2 separate regions of the Mus musculus genome follow, and region 2 is linked to region 1. The links are chromatin contacts, called in public HiChIP or PLAC-seq maps. All regions are on one chromosome and are shown on one strand. The core of a region is the stretch at or near the end of the contact, and the rest is flanking DNA. Distances in the headings are between cores, read along the strand shown.

Region 1 (4,182 bases), core at 1,062-3,561:
ATACAGTGTCACTTGGATATATCTTTTCAAGATTGATCATCCTGGAAGTGTAAAGTTCATGTACTCTACCCTGGGGAAAACTATTTCTCCTACTCTCAGCATTCATTAGTTGCTTATAGTTCTTTGTGTAGGGTTGAGGTTTACTCATTGCTGAGTGAATTTTCTGCCCTAAAACTGCCTGACCAGTTTTTATTTCCTGTTTTTATCACTCCTGTCTCTACCACACAGTACTAGAATTACAGATAAACACTACCACACCCAGCTCCCATGTGGGTGCTAGGGATGTGAACTTAAGTGATTCTTGATCTTGACAATTTGATGATCAACACTAACCATCACAGCTACCCACTTCTATGAGAACAGAGTCTATTTCACGTGCGTATCATAAAGCTAACTGAGACAGAAATATATAGTTAGAATATCTACACAGTACTAAAGTTTTTGCTAGCTAGACATGGTGGCACACACCTTTAATACCAGCACTGAGAAGACAGAAACCAGTAAATCTTTATGAGTTCCAAGACAGCTGGGTCTAGAGAGCAAGAACTTGTCTCAAAAACTAGCAAACAAACACAACAAACAGACAACAAGCTTTTTGCTAGTGGCTTTTGTATTTTATTGGAAGGGCCTTGTCCTTTGGGCCAGTGAACCCACCTGAGATCAGCTTCTAAATAAACCTGCCTTTATTATACTCTAATCTGGCTTAAATTGGCTTACTTCACTGGAAGAGAAATAATCTATCAGTGCTTATAAAGACTGAACTAGTTAATGATGAATCTTAGAATATATTTAGGTTGACACATGTCTTAGTTAGGTTTTACCGCTGTGAACAGACACCATGACCAAGACAACTCTTATAAAAGATAATATTTAATTAGGATTGCCTAACAGGTTTAGAGGTTCAATCCATTATCAGCAAGACAGGAACATAGCAACATCCAGGCAGGCATGATGCAGGAGGAGCTGAGAGGTCTACATCTCATTCCTATCTGGCTACATTCATTTTTTTTTTAATTAGATATTTTCTTTATTTACATTTCAAATGCTACCCCGAAAGTTCCCTATACTCTCCCCCCGCCCTGCTCCCCTACCCACTCACTCCCACTTCTTGGCCCTGGTGTTCCCCTGAAATGGGGCATATAAAGTTTGCAAGACCAAGGGGCCTCTCTTCCCAATGATGGCCTCATTAGTAGTTTTTAAGGCATGTGAAAAATAAATATAAAACAATAAGGAGTTTGGTAGATACACTCATGAATGAGAAACTGAATTTTATTTTATTGTGTGTGTGTTTGGGAGGAGGTAAGGAGCTAGAGCAGTTTTGGCCTTATGTCTATAATTTGAGAGAGTATGGTATAAGTTGTCATGAAGAGGCTCATGTCATTGTGTATTGTTTTCAGCATTACCAGAGGATATAGTTAGAAGCATTTTTATGATTTGAACCTGAAATGTCATGCCATAAGCCTATGTCTTGAACGTTTATTTGTCAACTGGTGTTATTAGGGAGGCTATGGAACCTTTATGAAGTACAGCCTAATTTGTATAATTAGGTCATTTAGGGGAAGGCCTTTGAAGGTTACTGGTACCCTTCTGAGCTACCACCATGTGAACAACATATGCCACGTGGTGTTATTGTTGGAGACTGACCCACTATCCCATCCGCTTCCAGGCATAGTGGGCAGATATCCTGGACCAAAATAAATCTTTTGTTCCTTAAATATTTTTTCTGTCAGATAATATGATCAGAACGATGTAACTAATACAGAAGACTGATACCAGGAGTATGGTCATAGCTTTCATTAAATCTGAGCATGTGATTCTTAGGCCCTTGGAAATCATTTGCAGAAGGAAGATGGAGAAATTTGAAGGTATGTGTTAGAGAAGCCCTAAAATTCAGAAAGAAAGTTTATAGGGATATTCAGAAGAAAGGTAAGGCTCCAAAGGGGTCTCAGATAGTGGGAGACAGAGAAGTCCCCCTATGCAGTTCCTCTCTGAAGTCTTAGTTGTTGATGCAGGTATAAGTAAACAGATAATAACTGGAAGCAGAGGTTTGCGTGAGGTGGGAGAGGACTAAACCGTACTCCCGGGAGACACAGATAAGCTACCTTCCCCCCCCCCCCCACCCCCACCAGATCCCTGATCTACGCACCCACTCAAAGACATTCCTAACCCTGTGACAGTCCACAGAAAGAAGAGGAGGAGTTGGTGGTGTTTGTAGTAACAGGATGAGAAAGTGTGAGACTTCCTGTTATGTATGTGTGACAGCTGGTGATAAGTGGAGGGGCCTGTGCAGGAAATCCGTTCAGCTTCTGCAGTGTGACCTCCCCGAAACTTGGCAGCTCCTTTAGTCTAGACGTTGATGGCAGGACAAAGAGGCGCCTGCACCATGAGCGATGTGGTAGAGAGGAGCTTGGAAGGACCCTTAGCACTGACTACAGACAAGTCCTCCCAGAAAAGGGGAGACTTGGTGGAAATATTAACTGGGGAGAAGGTAAAATTTGACGACACGAGACTTTCTTTAATTCTTCAGAACGGCCTGGAGACGCTGAGAGAGGAAAATGCTTTGACAGACGTCATCTTGTGTGTGGATGTTCAGGAATTCTCTTGCCATCGAGTGGTGCTTGCTGCAGCCAGCAACTATTTCAGGTCAGTCTGCTTTGAATCCGAGTCAAACTGCATGTATATTGCAAGGAAAACATCTGTAGATGCGAGAGCTCTGTAATCTACAAGACTGAGCAAGCTCAGTCTGATTTGTTTGCTGTTACATTTATGGTTATATATATTCTTACATAGAGTATGTTAGGTATCATGTTGTATTATATATTACCTTATGTACTATGTATAATATAAATATGTATGCTTATACACTAAGGTTTGTGCCTACTTAAAATGTAAGAAAGGAAACTATCAACCTTTAGAATTTTGATTTAGGTCAAGAGAAACTGGGACCATTTAGAAGCAGTATTTTATTATTTATTACTTGGAACCTTTCATCTCATCCTTGGTCTGATTCCACCATTCGGATACTTTTCTTTGAAAGACTTAATTCTCTGTCTTAATATCCTTTATCATCTCTTAGAGTCAAGCTAACATACTTTAAAAATATGTTTTGTTATCTTTTACCTTGACAAGTGTACTTTGGGAATGATAAAATTGAAAATATGCTTTAAACACACACACACACACACACACACACACACACACACACACACACACCACACTATGTCCTTGATTTTAAGGGTGTGACGTTACTTAAGCCAGGGGGATTTTTTTCCCCTCTTTCTTCAGTTTGACTAATGTGTTTAAAACATGATGTTGTCTTTGTTCATCAGTAGAGGTAGAGAAAAAAATGTGGCCTCACTCTTGGAGTTATCACATAACGTGCTGAAAATTAGGGGTTTCTGGTGTACAAGGAGTGGTGGGAAGGACAAACAATGCAAGAAGCCTCTGGATGTGAAAGGCTCCTGAGGTGTCATAGTGAGATGACACTATGTTTCCATGTCACTTGAGCCCTTTCTTGGCCATGAGATTTTAGGCGACTCTGAATTTCAACTGGTAGATGGGTATAGTGACAGTTTTCTTTTATCATTGTTGTAATGATCCTCTTAGTGAAAAGATCTCACACAGTGCCTGGTAGATACATTTGCTCATAAAATCTTTGTTGAAACCTTGTATGAATACAGCTGGACCAGCATTGTCAACATTAGTGTGGTAATGACAGAGAACCAGTGAGTAAGGATGGTGTGGATAAGGGAGGTGTTTTGGAAAGTAGGGGGAAAAAAATCACTTTATTTTTAGTGAGATTTTCCTACCTTTCAGTTCTGGTTGAGGATTTTAAGAAAATAACATGTGAATATATATAATATTTTCAAAAATCACATATTTCAAATAAAATATGATTATACATAATCAAATATATAAACATCAAGCAAGTACATATACATATATAGCTCAGATCATTCATTCATATATGTATTTGTATTTTATTTGGGGTAGTTAGGAGAAAGTTTTTCTTTAGAATTCAAACAACAGAGTTAGACAGTTGTATGTAAAGAACTCCCATATGTTGACAAGGCCAGAGGCAGAGCCTATGTGAATTGAGGGAAGTCATGACTGCTTTCTACCACAAACAACGGTCACTGGTTTCGCTTTGCACTGGCATGATAGAGGTGACAGATGCCCCCT
Region 2 (4,182 bases), core at 685-3,184, 94 kb before region 1:
CAGCATAGATGACCCATCCTGGGATAAGATATTTTCCCATTTCTGTGGTTATCCTCAGCCTGTTCTTTAGGAGGGGGTTTTATGACCTTATTTCTGGATTTTATAGTGTGTTCCTGGAGCTGGTGCCTTATGGCCTTCTAGAAATCAGACCTGGTCCTTAAATGGAGACGAATGAGGTTTATGTTATCCTTTCATTGTCAGCCCACTTTGTTATGTTAGTAGGTGCCTCAGCCATTTGTCATGATATAATAATATATGTATATGTATATATATATATATATATATATGTATGTATAAAATTTCTACCTTTTCCTTGGTGATAAGGGGCCACATAATCTCTTCTGTTGTTAGCACTGTTAGTGCCCAGAAAGGCTGTAATGTCATTCAAAGCCTGAAATGTCATTCACAGGCTGGGGGAGGTCGGGGTGGGGTCAGGGATCCACTTTGAAGCTGTCTGTGAGCCAGGAGGTCCCTAACAGTATGTAGGCTAGAAAAGGGCATTGTATATATTGGCATCAAATATAGTTATAAGTCTCCAAATAAGGGATGTGAACTGATTCCAGATTCTCTTGAGCCATTTCTCCAGTAGCTATATCTTAACTTTTTGAATATCAACAGTAACACAGTAATCCAACTGATTGGACTCAGTTAATATTTCTCCCTCTTTGTTACTTGGAAGAAGTTTAGTTTTAGTTCTGAGAGATTAGATTAAAAAAAAAAAAGATGTACCACAAAATGAATTCTTTTGGGGAGATTTAAAGTAAGTTTTTGCCAATTTAAAATCTGGAATTGAAAGCAGTCCAAATTGGGGAGATGAGGTGGGCTGGAGATATGGCTTAGCAGTTAAGAGTAATGACTGCTCTTCCAGAGGTCCTGAGTTCAATTCTCAGGAACCACATGGTGGCTCACAACCACCTGAAATAAGATCTGATGCCCTCTTCTGATGTGTCTGAAGACAGCTACAGTGTACTCATATACATAAAGTAAATTAATGGTTCATTTTTAAAAAAAGGAAACAGCCCAAATGATACTTGTTTGGTTTCAGACCCCTAGGACAAGGCATGGAGGTGCATATTTTACATATCAAAGCAGTCCTGGCTTCCAGGTTCTCTCAGCATCCCTCAGTCCCTACCTGGCATACCTTGTCCCCAACCCTGAACTTTCCAGCCCAGAGGCTGGGTCAGCTGCCCTAATCCCAGTGGTTCTTCCCTATATAATCCAGACATTTTTGGTTCTCCTCTCTCTCCTCTTCCTCTTTTTCCCCCTTCTCCTCTACACACACACACACACACACACACACACACACACACACACACACACACACACACACACAGAGGCCCTTTCTCTTTTTCTCTCCACCTTTCTTCCCATGGTGACTTCCCTCCTTGGTCCTTGGGGCCATGAACTCACTTGAGAGCAGCTTCCCACTAAATCTGTATTTAATCTAATATAATCTGGCTTGTATCAACTCATTTCACCTTCGGAGAAGTAACCTATCAAAACCTAATAAAGAAAGAATTTTTTATGAAACTAATAAAAAATTTGAATCTTCTTAAACAAGGACAGTCTATTCAGATAAGGCCGGGCCCTGAGTAAGTAAGGTGTTTTAAACAAAAGCATGACTAGTGAGAGGAGTAATAGAATCTTCCCTACTAAATGTTAGAGAGGTTTTGAGTCTACCTGCTTAAGCTCTCAGGTGTTGATGTAGTTAAACCCAAGTGTCATCCAATGAGTATGTGAGTGTTAGGTTTTGGCTAGAGTGGGATGGTTAAGAAGACACTGAGATGGAACACGAGGGACTGAGGGACATATTGTAAGAGTTGTTAATGTCATGTAGACAGACAGAGGGGTGAAAGTATGGTAGGACAGGGAGGGTCACAGGGGAGTTTGGGTCCCAGCACCAGCCACAAACACCTGGGACTCAGGGAGCACTTGGCAGAAGTGAAAGTCTCTTCTCATAGCCTCTAGAGATAGAGTAGTTTCACAGCACAGAGTCTGCAGCTGGGTCTCATGCCCAGGCAGGAAGCTGGAACAGATGTGTTTGGTACTAATAGTCATTGGCTCACTTGATAGGTAAGAAATCCTGCATTTCAGCCAGGGACTCACAGACAATTCTGACATTACATTTGTACATATGTGCTCTGAGAGGGAGCTGGCCCAAATTTGTGGTGAGATATATAAATCTAAGAGTTTATTTCATGAAATTTTGTGGTACAGGGTTGGTTAGAAGTATCGGAGAGGGTCCATTCACTACAGGTTAAAGGGACTCTGATGTGGTATATATCAGGGCCACATTTTCTTGACTCCTAACCCATGGTGGCTTCTTTTTTCCTCCTGCACTTTCTTCTTTCTCTTGGTCCCTCCCTGAACTTCATATCCTGGAAACCTAAACCCCACCTATGTTTCTTCTGCCCAGCTATTGGCTGTTGGCATCTTTATTTATCAATCAGAAATAACTTGGGAGAAGGGTTACAGGTCTATGTGCAGACTCCAAGCCCACACTTAGCAATACAATAGACCAACCCTCCAAAAGACACTTGTATAAGGAGACTACTGATGTTCCTAGGAGAAGGGATAGGGGTGTCTTTGGCTAAGGCAACAGAAAGCTTTACTCAATGTTGGCAATTTCTCAGAGCCATTTGTTCATTTAACCATCAGTCTATAGACTTAAGTTCACAGACAAAATTAAAAGTTTGTACAATAGATTGAATTTTACAAATAGATATCTGTCCACTAAAATAAGTTTTAAGATGTGTTTATCAGGTACCTTAACTTCTAACTGTATCCTCATTTTTTTCTTTTCCAGTTTGGAAAAATCTTTCACTTTAGGACAAAACTAATTTACAATCTAAAATACTTTCTTATCCAAGAGCATTTCTATTTAAAAAAACAAAAACAAACAAACAAACAAAAAAAACCCCCACCAAAATCTTGGGGCTAGAGAGTTGGCTCAGCAGTTAAGAGCATTGGCTGTCCTTGCAGAGGACCCAGGTTTGATTCCCAGGACCCCCATGGCAGCTCACAACTGTAACTCCAGTTCCAAGGGATCTGAAGTCATTTTCTGGCCTCTGCAGGCACCAGGCATGCTCATGGTGCATAGACATAACATGCAGGACAAATCCTCAGACATATGTAAGAATTATCAAACATGAGTCTTTTCTACCCAATACTATAAAACTTGTGTTTAGGACAAGGAATTAAGGTCTTTTTTGTCTTTCCACCATTTAAGACTTAAAATAGCATTAATCCTCCCAGGAAAACCCTTGTTTAATCAAAGGCCCCCTGCTCTAGGAATTTGGTGGCTTGGGACTCCTTTCCCCTCCTTCCTTCATTCCCTATGTACCAGCTTTCTTTAGACTAGCCAATGGAGTAAGACTGTGAGGTTGGACCCCAGGCAATGGGGAAAAGAAAGTTACTACCTGTATTAGAATAACAACCAAATGCACTTCCTGTCTTGCTATGTGTTTGCCCTTCCTGATAACATCCTCTTGATCAAGAGTAAAGTTTGCTTTGTCTAGACACTTCAGTTGGAATGGTGGTCTCTTTCTTTTCATTATATTTAAAAAAATTCTTAGCAAAAATATATTTTGTAATTTTCACTACTCCCTCTTTCCTTCCTTCCTTCCTTCCTTCCTTCCTTCCTTCCTTCCTTCCTTCCTTCCTTCCTTCCTCCCTCCCTCCCTCCCTTCCTCTCCCTCTCTCTCTTTCTTTTTTTCTTTCTTTCTTCCTTCCTTCCTTTCTTTCTTTCTTTCTTTCTTTCTTTCTTTCTTTCTTTCTTTCTTTCTTTCTTTCTTTCTTTCTGACACAAGGTCTCTCTATGTAATCCTGACTGTTCTGTCCTGGAACTTGCTATGCAAAATCTCCTTGCCTTTGGCTCTAAAGTGCTGAGATGAAAGATGTGTGCTATCATAACTAGAAACAATTTTTTCTTAATAAAATAACTATATATTCCAATTTGAACTCAGGAAGCTGGTATATGGAACATAGGCAAGATAGGATCTAATTTGGGCCTTGCAGGCATCTGAGAGGGGAAGAAAGTCTGACATGTCTAGCTCTACTCTTTTTGTCTTCTTTACTTTATGATACCTGCTCACCTTTGTAGTGGGCATGGTAGTAATTTTAGTAAGTCATGGATAGTAAATTGCATAGGGTCATGAGAAATTGAGTTATGTTGTACTGGGC

What was found. HiChIP or PLAC-seq counts read pairs in DNA pulled down with a chosen protein or histone mark.
Region 2: a contact with region 1 is called in an H3K4me3 HiChIP or PLAC-seq map of the 230-238 cell line, with 28 read pairs. The contact joins the enhancer-like site here to the promoter of Klhl6 in region 1. A contact is called at or near these places in 6 of 39 promoter capture datasets (the C10 cell line, the SN4741 cell line, cranial neural crest and 3 more), 1 of 15 datasets of contacts at CTCF or cohesin (CD8 T cells), 8 of 484 Hi-C or Micro-C datasets (CD8 T cells, bone marrow-derived macrophages, centroblasts and 4 more), 6 of 115 datasets of contacts at active chromatin or transcription factors (the 230-238 cell line, bone marrow-derived dendritic cells, bone marrow-derived macrophages and 2 more) and 2 of 9 other capture datasets (adipose tissue and liver).

The regions. Positions count from the first base shown.
Region 1 is chr16:19,981,178-19,985,359 of GRCm38.p6, reverse strand. Klhl6 (kelch-like 6) reads left to right here and starts at 2,311. Exons shown (of 7, transcript NM_183390.3): 1 at 2,311-2,643. The coding sequence starts at 2,357.
Region 2 is chr16:20,074,628-20,078,809 of GRCm38.p6, reverse strand. No RefSeq gene overlaps it. Among named protein-coding and RNA genes, the nearest start is that of Klhl24, 21 kb to the left of the region's middle. Within about 2 kb of position 1,934, at least 25 of the 459 cell types and tissues checked have an H3K27ac peak or open chromatin away from gene starts, as enhancers often do. A contact at or near this core is called in the 230-238 cell line, centroblasts, pre-B cells and 2 more, where this site is marked.